Regions from separate parts of the Sus scrofa genome. Here region 2 is linked to region 1. The links are chromatin contacts, called in public HiChIP or PLAC-seq maps. All regions are on one chromosome and are shown on one strand. Each heading gives the region's core, a stretch centred on a gene start, on an enhancer-like site or on the middle of the called end of the contact. The rest is flanking DNA. Distances are from core to core; before and after follow the strand shown. Region 1 holds the start of NDUFA9 (NADH dehydrogenase [ubiquinone] 1 alpha subcomplex subunit 9, mitochondrial). Region 2 holds the start of C5H12orf4 (chromosome 5 open reading frame, human C12orf4).

Region 1 (7,266 bases), core at 2,395-4,894:
TAAGCCCCTATAAACAACACAGGGGCTTAGGTATGGTGGTTGTACCCCAGACCTCAGCTCCTTCTCAAGACATGTTTCCTGTCTTCATCACAAGCAAGAGCTCCTGTTTACTCAAGGTTCCCAAACTCACAGAAAAACTCAAATTACATGCAGCATAAATGAAGCTTTTGCAGGGTTGATACATATCTGACCAAGTTTTGAACTTTATTTGACCAGTTTTCAAAGGAAAAATATATTCTTTTATATCCATTCTCTTTGTCTCTCACTCCCTTTCTCTAAGTGCCTGGCATACAGAAGACAATAAATTTGGTTGTTGGTGAAATGGGTTTGCTGTTATTTTGTTTAAATACGGATTAGAAGTGTGCCTGTTGTGTTTTTTTCTCAGTGGCACCATTCATTCATTAAGCTTTCCTGTGGATCTCCCATATTTTCACTCTTAGTAATAACTTCTTCCTCTAGTGCACCATAGATTTTCTTCACATAGTATATACAAATCCTGCCTTTCCCCAGTTCTCCGTTATCAAGCCAAGAATTGAGAAATAACAGTGAGATGGTGAAAGTGGTTGAGAATTGGGACTTGGAGCTGTACCAGTCTGATTTTGTTATGACAGCACTGGAAAAACAAACTTTTGGACTAGCCACATATGAAGAGGAAAAGTCAGCAGGTAGTGAAACTTCCAGTCTCATCATCGAATTGGAGAGCAGAGAGTAAGACCCTCCCATTTCCCTAAAAGTATGGTCAAGGGGGTCTGGTCAATCTGCAACAAAATTAAAACTTCGACAGCAAAGATAAAGTTTTAGCTGCAGAGGGAGAGGCTATTTCCAGAAGGATCTGATGTGAAATTAAAACTGGGCAAAGAGGGAGGCTCAGTTGAATAATAAAAGCTACCCATCACTTGTGACTGAATTCTCCCTTTTAACAGCAGAGGATCAGAAAATGGGCTGTCTCATCAGTCCAGTGGGATTTCCTACCTCCGTAGCACTGGAATCGTGAACCACAGAAGATTCCAGAATATACTTTTCAAGTCAATGAAGATGCTGGGATGTTTGTGCTCAGCTCAAGATCTTGTTTCCTCCCCCAGCCTTCCATGCACCTCCCCCTTGTTGGGACTGGAGAGTGACATCAGAATCACAACCGGTGATATCACTGTCTCTATAGCAACAGTGGGGAGGCTCAAAGGACAAGGGGAGGAGTGATGATACACTCCAAACCTCTGATGCTCAGTATGGAAGGACTGGGCTTGCATTCTCTGGATTAATTTTCCCATTTGGATGTCTAATTTTGGTAGGGAATATGGGAGGGGGAAATTACGTCAATGGAGTCCTCTTAAAACAACAAAGTATTATGTGTTAACAAAACCAGATGGGTGCAGAGAGTAAGAAATCCAAGAACTGAGTCTACTAAGTTTTTTATGCAAAGCTCAAGGGATCGCCCATTTTGGGTGATCCAGCCTGGACTCTTTCTAATTTAGGCATCTTACCTTTCATAAAAATACAAATTTTGAGATGTTTTACTTAAACTGACCATCTCTGTGTTATAATAAATCTCAGAGTAGCCCTAATCCATGCTTTGCAATTCTCGACCTAAGGAACAGTACTGGGAAATGGAGCGGAGACCCAGAGGCATTGGGTTGGCAAATTCTAGGCTTGAGAATTTACTAGTAATGCAATCTCTTTGCATTGTCACCTTAGGTACTCTTAATGACTCTCTGAACAAGGTTATGAGACAAAGATTAAAATCACTAATGAATTCAAATGTGACTAGTTTATTATAAGCATCCTTCAAATGGTTTTTTATATTCCATTTCAGTTTCTTCATGTTTAAAATAAAGAAGCTGGGTTTATTGATCTCTTAAGGTCCCTTTTAGTCCTAACATCTTGTGATTTTGATAATTCAGTGGTATGTGAATATAACTGCATGAACACACGTACAACACTTCGCAGCTGACAAAGCGCCTTCACATTCATGTCATCTGATCCTTACCCAGCTCACAACTAATACCTGGTAGACTAGGACTGGGATCAAACATTCTGAGTACCTCTTTCAATGCTATCATGCCACCTTGAAACTAATATTAACAGGAGGTGCTGTCTGACTTGAAGATAAAACCTAACATAACTGGCAATATTATACAGGTTTTAGAATGCTGCTGATGGAAGTTCCCTTGTGGCGCACTGGATTAAGGATCCAACATAGGTTCAATCCCTGGCATGGGAACTTACACGTGCCATGGGTGCAGCCAAAGGAGAAAAAAAAAAAGTTGCCGATGATAATGGGATTTGTCAATTTATCATAACCAGGAAAGTGAGTTTTTATTTACGTTGACTCCAGAATCAAATATTAGCAAAATGTGAGCACTCAGTGAACAAAAGATGAGGCCAAAAAATAGGAAAGTGCAACATTAGTAAAACTCTCTGATACAATTTCTTCAAGAGTTTTTTTCTTCTTCCAATTCACTTTGGTAGATGACACTTCAGTAAACGGTGGGGGTGGGGCAGAGTGAGAACAATCAATCTTAGAAGTCTAGTAACAGGCCACTTCTACTCACTGCAGGCGTACTGTCCATCCCCAGCAACGTACACTTCCTTCTTCCTGAAAAAACAAAACACTAAAGAAATGATCGAGTCTAAAAAGATTCCCCCAAACTAATTTGTTTTTCTGATAAACCCAAGATAGATGTCTCAGGACAGGCTGCAGGTCGCTGTTCCTACTCAGGGGATCTTGAGGGTTGCCCTGAAGGAAGTATTTTAAAATGCGAGTATTTATCTTATCTTTCTGGGGTTTCCACAAGCTCTAGATACTTTCTGGAACAATGCAGGGTCTCAAAGGGACCCACAATTAAAGAAAAATTATAAACCATTGCGCTAGAGAAAGCCGTCTTTAGTTTCTTCCTAGAAAAATGTGCAGGTGTATATCTGACCACTAAATTTCACATGACATTTAAGGAGGTTCACGGACTTCCCAAAGCCCACCTCTGAGTACTCCAAGTTTAAGAATCTCTGGATTCACGTCAGGTGGTGAGATAAGGGCTTTGATAAGCCAGAGTTAATTAAAGGACATACGGAATGACATAAGACATCGGTCTCCGAGGTCTCCCACAAGCAGAAACTTGAGCTGGTGAGCACGCCAGGAAGCAGGAACAGCAAAAGCAAAGGCTTCCAGGACAGAACCTGCTCGGCGAGTTCGACGAACGCATCCTTTCTCACATCCAGTCCCTGTCCTCACTTTTTATCTCCGCGTCCCTGCCCTTAGCCTTAGCTTTCTCCTTAAAGAAGCTTCCAGAGCGCAGGGGCCACGCCTTCTCCATCCCTGCCTCACTGGAGCCGCCGCATCCGACAATCTCAGGAAACAATGGCCTGAGAGTCCGGGGAGGTGAACCCCTCCAGCGCGATGCTGCCATCTTGGCTCTCAGCCAGTCACTGGTTCACCCTGAACTTCAGGTTTCTTGACAATAAGAAGTTATCTTTACAATCCGCTCTGTAGCTGGGATTTCGACACCGGGACTCTTCTCTTCCTACTTCCTCTCTTCCCCGTCTCCTTCCGGTTGTCCCAGCCCCTTTCGCTAGCCCTCCGACTTTCCTCCGGGCCTCTCTCCTACCCTTCTCCAACCTCTGACCCGCCCCTTCCGTTCCCAATTGGCGCCTGCGCAGACGGCCGAGAAAAATGACTTTTGACTCAGCTTAGTATCCGTAGTCGGCTGAGAGCCGGCGGGGTGGATTGTGGGAGAAGATGGCGGCGGCCGTTCACCCCCGGGTTGTCCGGGCCGTGCCAATGTCACGTAAGTGTCACAGGGAACAGCGGCCCGCATAGGCATTCCGAGGGGCAGATCTAAAGTTTTAGGAGCGGCGCCTTGCTGCAGCGGTCGCGCTGACTCTCTGGGCACCCTGGCTTTTCTAGATCCGGAGCTACCTCTGTCCAGTTTCTCCTTTCCTCTCCTCTCTCCCTGGTTCACATATTAAATTGTGCCCTTGGGAAGGCTCTTCGCTGAGAGAACGTGAAGAACGCGAAAGGAAGGAGAACAAGTGGGGGTCTTGTGTAAAAGATCGAGAGACTCAGATTTTTGATAGGGTTGTAAGGGCTTGGGGCAATAAGTATTGGGGGCGCGGGGAAGGAACCTGAAAAGGACGGGAAAAGGGATAGTGGAGAAAAGGTTCTTCATGGATTGACTTTATGATCTTGTGCAATCCCCTCTTTGGTCTCAACTTCAGATTCTGCGTATCACCCTAAAGATGATAACACCATAAAGTCGGGGATTTCTGAGGAGATTCAATGAAGTAGTATTTATAAAAGCACTTTTCTAATTCAAAAGCATCTCTACAGATGTACAGAGTGCTTTGTGGAGGCGTTGGGGCCTGGGGGTGTAAGAGATGCACGGAAAGAGAAAAACCAGGAGATTGGTGGGAAAGAAACAGAAAAAGAATATAAAGGAATATTTTAGGATTTGTCTAAGTGTAGTTTATTTTTCCTAATATTCTGATTTAATCTGCTATGGTTCTCAAATTGAAAACAGTTAATCCTTACATTCTTTAAGAGAGGCTATAAAAAGTAGTTCCCCTTGTGGCTAAACTTAGGGAACTCGACTAGTATCCATGAGGAAGTGGGTTCGATCCCTGTCCCTGATCAGTGGGTTATGAGTTAAGGATCCAACACTGCTGTGAGCTGTGGTGTAGGTTGCAGACTTGGTTTGGATCCCGCAGTTGCTGTGGCGGTGGTATAGGCTGGCAGCTGCAGCTAGCCAGGAAATGTCCATATGCTGTGAAATTTCCATATGCTACAGTTGTGGCCCTAAAAAGGAGGAAAAGAGAGAGAGAGGCTATAAACGCAAAGAAATTGGAAATGCAGTTAGACTTCATCATCCTTCTTTCACCCTCCTTCACAAACATGCCCCCCCACCTCCAAAAATTGCATTTTTCTGTGGTGTATTTTATTTATTATAGAGTATCATTTGCTTTCAAAATCAGGTGCATGTCAGAATCATTCTCAAAGCTTTGTAACAAATATAAATGGGGGCTCATTGAGGAGCTATAGAATCAGAATTTTTGAGGCTGACTTCCTGCACCTTAAATTTTAAAAAGCTCCACAGGTAGTTCTAATGTTCAGGCTGAGGTGAAAGGGATATCTGGAGAATTCTGTGCTGTTTTCCATCTTGGGCAGAGCTCCTCTGTGCACCTGGGAAGGTGATTGGTGCACATCCTTTATAAGGGACGGTTTTGTAGTCCTGACTTCTTTGCAAAGACATTTGCTGGTTCTTGTTAAACTCTTGCATTGACATCACATAATGTAGGTTGTGAATGGTGCTAACTGCTATTTATCGAAGACCTACATCTGCTAATCACAGTTCTAGATGTTTTCATAAGTTTTTTTTTTTTTTTTTTTTTTTTTAATGGATACTGTAGCTTGTGCTCTTTACTCCTCTGCTTTATTGTCTCTGGTAAAGTAAACTTTGGAGTAAACTCTGAAGAGGCAAGTCTTGTGTGTAACATAATCAGAACACTACAGAACAGAACTGTGTGAAACATATGTAGTGAAATGTGGAGAGACTATCAATTACCATAGGAAATCGGAAAAGGGAAAGTTAGATCCTTTCAAGTACAGAGGGACAATCAGAAGACCTGTGGAGAATTGCAGCAGTTCCACTGATTTTTTTTAGCGTTGCTATCTTCTGGAAAGTCCTAGAGGCTGAACGTTTTCCTGGCACTTGGGGATGAGAATGGAGGCAGGAAGTACGTAGGAGGCAGCGATATGGCTGCCTAAAGGTCTGGAATAGTAGGAAAGGAGGTTGAATATGTTAAATGAGATCAAATAATGGAGGCGTTTGAAAACCACTCAGAGTTTAGACCAGTGGTCTTCCAAGTGGGATTTGCAAGAGGAACTGACCGTATATAAAAATACAATAAATATCAGGAGTTCCCATCGTGGCTCAGTGGTTAACGAATCTGACTAGGAATCATGAGGTTTGGGATTTGATCCCTGGCCTTGTCCAGTGGGTTAAGGATCCAACGTTGCCGTGAGCTGTGGTATAGGTTGCAGACGAGGCTCGCATCCCGCATTGCTCTGGCATAGGCCGGCAGCTACAGCTCTGATTAGATCCCTAGCCTGGGAACCTCCATATGCCGAGCTTGTGGCCCTAGAGAAAGGCAAAAAGACCAAAAAAAAAAAAAAAAAAAAAAAAAAAAAAAATGCAATACCAGAACTTAAAGAGGGGAAAAAAAAGAGTTTTCTTTAACGGTAATAGTAGCTAACACATCATTCAAACTATATACCAAACACTGTTCTAAGTGCTTTAATGTGTGTTGCATAATGTGTATAACGTATTGGTACTACATACAACATGTGTGATATACACATAAATACTTTATTTTTTATTATTATTATTTTTTTATGGCCGCTCTTGGGACATGTGGAGGTTTCCAGGCTAGGGGTTGAGTCAGAGCTACAGCTGCCAGCCTACGCCAGAGCCACAGCAACGCCAGATCCAAGCCACATCTGTGAGCTACACCACAGCTCACGGCCATGCCAGATCCTTAACCCACTGAGCAAGGCCAGGGATCAAACCTGCATCTTCATCAATGCTAGTCAGGTTTGTTTCCACTGAGCCTCAACAGGAACTCCACATAAATACTTAAAAGCAGTGTGCAAGCAAATATATTTGGAGACTACTGGTTTAGATATTATAGTAGGAAACCAAAGTAGGTTTTTGAGCAGAGAAATAAAATGAATAAAGAATATTTCTAATGGTGTTCATAATAAAGGGAAGAAAATGGAGAGGCTGGAGCCAAAGAAGGTAGTTAACATATTTATTGAGGACCTACAATGTGCAGGGCACCATGACATACTTACCCCTTTATTATTATTATTATTGTTATTGTTATTATTTGCTTTTTAGGGCTGCATCTGTGGCATATGGAAGTTCCCAGGCTAGGGATCGAATCAGAGCTACAGCTGCTGGCCTGTGCCAGAGCCACAGCAATGCAGGATCTGAGCCACATCTGCAGCCTACACCACAGCTCATGGCAAGGCCAGGGATTAAACCCACATCCTCATGGATACTAGTCGAATTCATTTCCACTGAGCCACAACGGGAACTTCCCCATTTATCATTAATTTTCATATCAGCCCCTAAAATGTAAGCTCCATGAGGCCAGGGACTCTGTCTTTTGTACTGTGCCAGTCACAATTTCTAGAATAGTGATTGAAAAAAACAAATAACCACATGAGATTAGTGTGCCATTACCTACCTTCTGAGGAATTTCAGGTTATAACAA
Region 2 (7,266 bases), core at 1,550-4,049, 110 kb before region 1:
CTCCCTCTTCTTTTTTTTTTTAATGAAGTTTCTTTTAAACTCTATTTAAGGAGTCTTTTGTGGCAAAGGATCCAGCATTGTCACTGCAGCGTCTTGGGTCACCACTCCTGGCCTAGAAAGTTCCACATGCTGAGGGTGCAGTCAAAAATAAATAAACTTAATTTAGGAAAAAATTATGCCCATAAAGTACTCAGCTTTCCCAGGCAGAGTTCTCAAGAATAGGTAAGGAACATGGAAAGAGTAGAGGACTCTTAGGAAGAGACGCATGGTGGCCGGATATAGTTCGTGCAATAGTTGGTAAATGCCAAGTCAACGAAACAGACTGAGGACCAACAAGTTATCTTGAAGATCTTAGATGCTGTGGGTAGGAGATCTTATTGAGAGTGGAGGGAAGGGAGATGGTGCTGGAAAGATTTCCCTATGGGAAGAAGATACACAGAAACAGGGCAGCCCACAAGGCAAACTGGAAAACTATTTGGAAAGAAGGAAATTTGGTCAAAGAGAATACATCAATTGAAGATTTATATATTAATTTCCTAACTGGACTCTTGTCTCTAATCATTTCCCGCATCAAATCAGTTCTAACGCTATTCTCTACACTGTAGTCATAGAAATCTGTGTGTGTTCATAATATAATTTTATTTTTTAATTATTTCCCCAATACAATTTTTTCCTACTGTACAGCATGGTGACCCAGTTACACACACATGTACACATTCTATTTTCTCACATTATCATGCTCCATGATAAGTGACTAGACATAGTTCCCAGCGCTACAGAGCGGGATCTCATTGCTAATCCATTCCAAAGGTAATAGCTTGCATCTATTAACCCTAAACTCCCAATCCACCCCGCTCCCTCCCCCCAACCTCCTGGCAACCACAAGTCTATTCTCCAAGTCCATGATTTTCTTTTCTGTGGAAAGGTTCATTTGTGCCGTATATTAGATTACATATATAAGTGATATCATACAGTACTTGTCTTTCTCTTTCTGACTTACTTCACAGAACTAGAACAAACAATCCCAAAATTTATATGGAACCACAAAAGACCCAGAATCACCAAAGCAATTCTGAGGAACAAAAACCAAGCAGGAAGCATAAATCTCCCAAACTTCAGGCAACATTACAAAGCCACAGTCATCAAGGCAGTGTGGTACTGGTATCAAAACAGACATACAAACCAGTGGAACAGAATAGAGAACCCAGAAAGAAACCCAGACACCTATGGTCAGTTAATCTTTGACAAAGGAGGCAAGAACATTAAATGGGAAAAAGACAGTCTATTCAGCAAGCATTGCTGGGAAACCTGGACAGCTGCATGTAAAGCAATGAAACTAGAACACACCCTCACGGCTTGCACAAAAATAAACTCAAAATGGCTGAAAGACTTAAATATAAGACAAGACACCATCAAACTCCTGGAAGATAACATAGGCAAAACATTCTCTGACATCAACCTTATGAATATTTTCTCAGGTTAGTTTCCCAAAGCAACAGAAATAAAAGCAAAAATAAACCAATGGGGGAGTTCCCGTGGTGGCGCAGTGGTTAACGAATCTGACTGGGAACCATGAGGTTGCAGGTTCGATCCCTGCCCTTGCTCAGTGGGTTAACAATCTGGCGTTGCCGTGAGCTGTGGTGTAGGTCGCAAACGCGTTTCGGATCCTGTGCTGCTGTGGCTCTGGCGTAGGCCCCTAGCCTGGGAACCTTCATATGTTGCAGGAGCGGCCCAAGAAATGGCAAAAAGACAAAATAAATAAATAAAATAAACCAATGGGACCTAATCAAACTGACAAGCTTTTGCACAGCAAAGGAAACCAAAAAGAAAACAAAAAGACAATTTATATAGTAATCTTTTAAAAATGCCTACCAGAACATGTTGCTCATCTGCTTTAAATCCGTCTATGACTCTCCATTGCTGTTAGGATACAATTCAAACTCCTTAACGTAGTTTACTCTGCCTCTGCTTATACTCCAGACTCTTCTTTCAGCACCTGCACCTCCTCTTCGCAACACAAATTCAGACTTTACTTTTCAACCTATACTGAAAATTTTTCAATACCGAACCTCTCTTGCCACTCCCTACCTTTCAGAACGCTTTTCCTATGCCTAGGGCACTCTTACTGCTCTTTTTCCCATGCCACGTCTCAGCATGGATAGGCCCCAGAAAGCCTTTTAACTTGTAGGACCGTCATTAGGCTTAACCAAATAATAAATACGAAGCATCTGACAAACATAAGATGACAAATAACTAGAAGCTAGTAAAAGTAATAAATAATAATAGAAAGAAGCTGTAAGAATATATCAGAGAAAAAACCCGAGCTGCTAACTGAATACACATGATGCAGGCAAAGGAACATCTTGCACGGAATTGAAGACTACGGAAATAACGGGTTTATAGTCTAATCTTGTTTAGGGTCAATATTTTCAGTAAACAAAAACCATTAATTATGGTTTCAACTGGTGCAACCTTTAGGCTTACTATGTTTCAACAAATTAATACTTTAGTTCCCTCTCCCCGATTTGTTATTATTAACAGAGCTGAAATCAAATGTGAGAAGGGCCGGACCAAACTCACTCCGCCAATTGAGTGGAGGTTCTGAGGTTTAAATAAGCCAGGAAAGGGAGGGCAGACTGTCTCGGCGAGAAGCCCCAGCCGAGGGAGGGGAACAGCCCCCCTGTTAAAGGGTTTCGGTTTTAAGTGCCTTCCTCGCTCCCGCCGCGGGCTCACCTCTCCCAGTCCTACAGGCCCCAGCGGTCCTCTCACTTCTCGCTGTCAATGAGCCTTGGCGCAGAATTGGTCAGCTGACTACAGCCTGATTTTTCACAGCTGGAAGATCCGTTTCAGCAGATTCGTTTAATCTTTTCCTCTTTCCTGGCATCCCATGGAAAATTTATGGCTCTATATGTCCTGTCGTTCCATACTGCCCTTAATGTAATAATTTAAAAAGTGTAGGAAGGTGTATTTCTACTGTTATTTTACACTTGAGGGACGACGCTGAAGCCACTGTTGTGACGAAAGTGCAGTGGCGAAACAAGAACTCGACTCTGGTGAACCGGATGCGGAAAGGCGGTGCCTCGGGAGGGCGTGAACTAACGCGCGCTTTTCAGAGCGCATGCGCGGCAACCGGGATGGCCGGTGAGGATTGGAGGGCTGACGGCCGGGCGGAGCGCTGTGGATTTGGTTTTAGGCGGGAATTGGAACTGCAGCGGCAGATGCCAGCAGGAGTCTAAGAAGTGCATATTTCCTACCTTGGAGGAGACCATGGTGCGGCCTGCGAGGTGAGTAGTTCGTGGTATCCGGGCGGGATGGGGTGGAAGGGCGGGAGGTCGCTGCAGGCCGCGTCTGCTGCACAGGATGGAGGAGTAGGCCAGAGGACCAGGATAGCGATGGCGGGGCGGGGTGGACAGTCACTGGGAGACGCGCCAGCCCCCAGTGAGAGCCTCCCACTCCTCTGAAGGGCCCTATCATCCTGGCTGTTTCCGTCTCTTGCCTCCCTCGGCAGTTACTGCCCTTTCTTTTATCCATCTCGTTCAAATAAGACCTGCTTACATTGCTCTGCGTTTCACCGAGCTCCTGCTTATGTGTTACTTCATTTATTCATCTCTATACTTCTTTGATATAGAAAGTTTAGGTCTCCCCATTTTATCATTTTTACGCTAGGCATAAAAGCCAGGTTACCTGAGTCACAGAGCTAGTAAGTCAGTTGGCGCCGGCTCCTCTGCGTTTTCCATTAAATGTACTCTTTGAAACTGTTCCTCTCCTTAACCACAGTCGAGTGCCATGGCGACTTAGGGTCGGCTATTCATTTAGTAGTTTTGGATGTATTTACTTCTGTACTGTGCTAGGTGCTGGAGGTTGCATTCTAGTCAAGGGATGAGTTTAGGGGACTGAAAATAAACATCACAACGTGAGACAGAGTGAGAAGGAAGAAAGCCCTACTTCAATTAGTTAAAATTCTGTTGAAATGTGGCTAATTTATAATGTTTTGTTTCTGATGTACAGCAAAATGATTCAGTTATATATATGTATATGATATGTATCTCATATATTTGTTTTTATGTTCTTTACTATAGTTTATTATGGAATGTTGAATATAGTTCCCTGTGCAGTAGGACCTTGTTGTTTATCCATTCTATATATAATAGTTTGCATCTGTTAATCCCTAACTCCTTATTTATCTCTTCCCCACCTCCTTTCCCCTTTGGTAACAATAAACTTGTTTTCTATGTCTGAGTCTGCTTCTGTCTTGTAAATACATTCATTTGTGTCATATTTTAGATTTCACATATAAGTGATAGGACAAATATGTCTTTCTCTTTCTGATCTGCTTCATTCAATATGACAATCTCCAGGTCCATCCATGTTGCTGAAAATAACATTTCATATTTTTTATGGCTGAGTACTATTCCATTGTGTGTATATACCACATCTTCTTCAATCATTTGTTTTTTTTTTGTTTTTTGTTTTTTTGTCTTTTTGTCTTTTTTGTTGTTGTTGTTGTTGTTGCTATTTCTTGGGCCGCTCCCGTGGCATATGGAGGTTCCCAGGCTAGGGGTCCAATCGGAGCTGTAGCCACCAGCCTACGCCAGAGCCACAGCAACGCAGGATCCGAGCCGCGTCTGCAACCTGCACCACAGCTCACGGCAACGCCAGATCATTAACCCACTGAGCAAGGGCAGGGACCGAACCCGCAACCTCATGGTTCCTAGTCGTATTTGTTAACCACTGTGCCACTACGGGAACTCCTTCAATCATTTGTTGATGGACATTTAGGTTGCTTCCATGTCTTGGCTATTGTAAATAGTGCTGTTATGAATATTGGGATGCATGTATCTTTTAGAATTAGTTTTTTTCCAAAGATAGGCCCAGGACTAGGGTTGTAGGATCATACAGTAGTTCTGTATTTAGTTTTGTGAGGAACCTCCATGCTATTTTCCATAATGGCTGCACCAACTTACAATTTGCATTCCCACCAAGAGTGTAGGAAGGTTCCCTTTTCTCCAGACCCTCTTCAGCATTTATTATTTGTAGACTTTATTGTGTGTGTGTGTCTTTTTGCCATTTCTTGGGCTGCTCCTGCGGCATATAGAGATTCCCAGGCTAGGGGTCGAATCGGAGCTGTAGCCGCCGGCCTACGCCAGAGCCACAGCAACGCGGGATCCGAGCCACGTCTGCGACCTACACCACAGCTCACGGCAACGCCGGGTCGTTAACCCACTGAGCAAGGGCAGGGACCGAACCCTCAACCTCATGGTTCCTAGTCGGATTCCTTAACCACTGAGCCACGACGGGAACTCCATGACCCCTACTTTAAATAGGGTAGTTAGGGAGTTCCCTAGTTCCCTGATGGCCTAGCAGTTAAGGATTTTGTGTTGTCACTGCTGTGGCTTGGATTTGATCCCTGGCCAGGGAATTTCTGCATGCTGTGGACACATCCAAAAGCAGACGGTGGTGGAGGAGTTAGGACAGGCCCTTCCCAGGAGACAATGCAGCAGCTGAGATATGGGTGATAAGAAGGAACTCTGCAGTCAAAGTCCAGGGCAGTCCAGGCAGAGGGAATAAGAGCCAAGGCCCTGAGTTTGACCATGTTCGAGGGACTGAAAGAAGATCCCTAAGGCTATGGCATTAGCCAGCAACAGGGACAGTTATAGGGGGTTAGATCAGAGAAACAGACAGGGTCCAGAGTAGGTAGGGCCCTGAAGGCTTTAGAAAGGAGGTTGGATTTTATTCTAAGCACAGTGGGAGGTCAGTGGAAGGGAGAGAAATCTAATTTGGGTTTTACATAGTGCACTGGCTGCTGGTAGAGAGTGAGTGGAGGAGGGGATGACCAGAAGGGGCACAGGGAAACCAGCTAGGAGGTGGTTTATCGTTAGGTAGTGGCTGGAGTACGGTGTTATCAGTGGATGTGGAATGGGACAGGCGAATTTGGGATAGATTTTGGAGATATTGCTGACAACTTGGGATGAAGTAGATGTGGAGGGAAGGAAAAAGGAGAATCAGGGATGAGTCCCCAATATCTTTAGGCTGAGCTACTGAGTGGATGATCTTTGTTATTAACTGGGGTGGGGAGGACCAGGAAAAGGTTCAGAGCATATGGCAGATCAAGATTTCCATTTTGAACATGAGTTTAAAATGGGTTCCAAATGTCCAAGTAGCAAAGACATCCTCCCTTTGCCTGGAACAGTGGTTTTCAAAGAATGATCTGCAGACCCCTAGGGGTCTCTGAGACCCTCTCAGGAGGTCCATGGAATCAAAACTATTTTCATGATAATATTAAGACATTGTATGCTTTTCTTAACCATTCTGCCATTTGCACTGCACTGGAGGTAGAAATGCTGGGGCCTTAACACGAATCAAGGCAGTGGCACCAAACTATACAAGTAGTCATCTTTTGGTGTTTTTTTTTTTTGTTTGTTTGTTTTGTTTTGTTATTGTTTGTTTGTTTTTTTAATACTGCTATGTGCTCAGAGTAAAAACAAGAAAATGCCACTTTCACTTAAGAGAGTCCTTGGTGAAACAGAATTATTATACTCATTGTAGCCCAACCGCATACTCTTTTTTTAAAGTAGGTTTGATTTTATCTTACTATTATTCAATCCCAGTATCTCTAAGGAGGTTTCCATATTTTATTCAGCTCTCAAATTCCTGCTCCAAAGAGTGGGAGAGTAACCAGAGTAGGCTTGGTTTTAATACCCTGCGTGAGGAAATGAGGATGCATAAAGTGTGAGCCCTGAGCCACTTTTTCCATAGAACATCATTTTCACTTGAAAGTCCCAACTGACTGACAAGCTGGGTTATACGCACTTAGGTGTTTGGCAGAAGATAAAAGTGAAAACTAGAGTAGAGTTCAGTTCAGTGACTAGAGGCAATGACTTCATTTTACTCACTTTGACTATCTATCTCTTTCTTCCAGTGACCTGTAACGCAGCATGTAGATTCATTTCAGGTAGCTAGTACAAAGTCAGTCACGTGTTTTAAATGTCTCTGGTGTAATGAACATTATTTAATATTATGGGAGATCAAATAAAGCGGTTTTTAGTGTCAAGAAACTTAAAATGTCATGAAGAAGACGGAATGCATGTATAAAAGGAAAGAATACACACACCAGGAACGTTGACATACCCAAGAGCAGTTAAACAGTCTGTAAACTTTAACTGTTAATTATATTGATTATTTTTACTTTGTGTCTTATCTGAATTACTTTTTCCCCTTATCAAGGGAAAATACTTGCTGTAAAATACAAATCATGTTTTTAATTTA

What was found. HiChIP or PLAC-seq counts read pairs in DNA pulled down with a chosen protein or histone mark.
Region 2: an H3K27ac HiChIP or PLAC-seq map of alveolar macrophages shows a contact between it and region 1. The contact joins the promoter of C5H12orf4 here to the promoter of NDUFA9 in region 1. A contact is called at or near these places in 1 of 5 promoter capture datasets (liver), 5 of 47 Hi-C or Micro-C datasets (epiblast stem cells, heart right ventricle, liver and 1 more) and 1 of 2 datasets of contacts at active chromatin or transcription factors (alveolar macrophages).

The regions. Positions count from the first base shown.
Region 1 is chr5:65,785,081-65,792,346 of Sscrofa11.1, reverse strand. It overlaps NDUFA9 (NADH dehydrogenase [ubiquinone] 1 alpha subcomplex subunit 9, mitochondrial), which reads left to right and starts at 3,644. Exons shown (of 11, transcript XM_003126560.5): 1 at 3,644-3,779. The coding sequence starts at 3,731. It also overlaps a transcript of AKAP3 not described here.
Region 2 is chr5:65,893,058-65,900,323 of Sscrofa11.1, reverse strand. C5H12orf4 (chromosome 5 open reading frame, human C12orf4) reads right to left here and starts at 2,799. Exons shown (of 14, transcript NM_001243413.1): 1 at 2,734-2,799. It overlaps RAD51AP1 (RAD51-associated protein 1), which reads left to right and starts at 3,114. Exons shown (of 9, transcript XM_001926380.4): 1 at 3,114-3,284. The coding sequence starts at 3,268.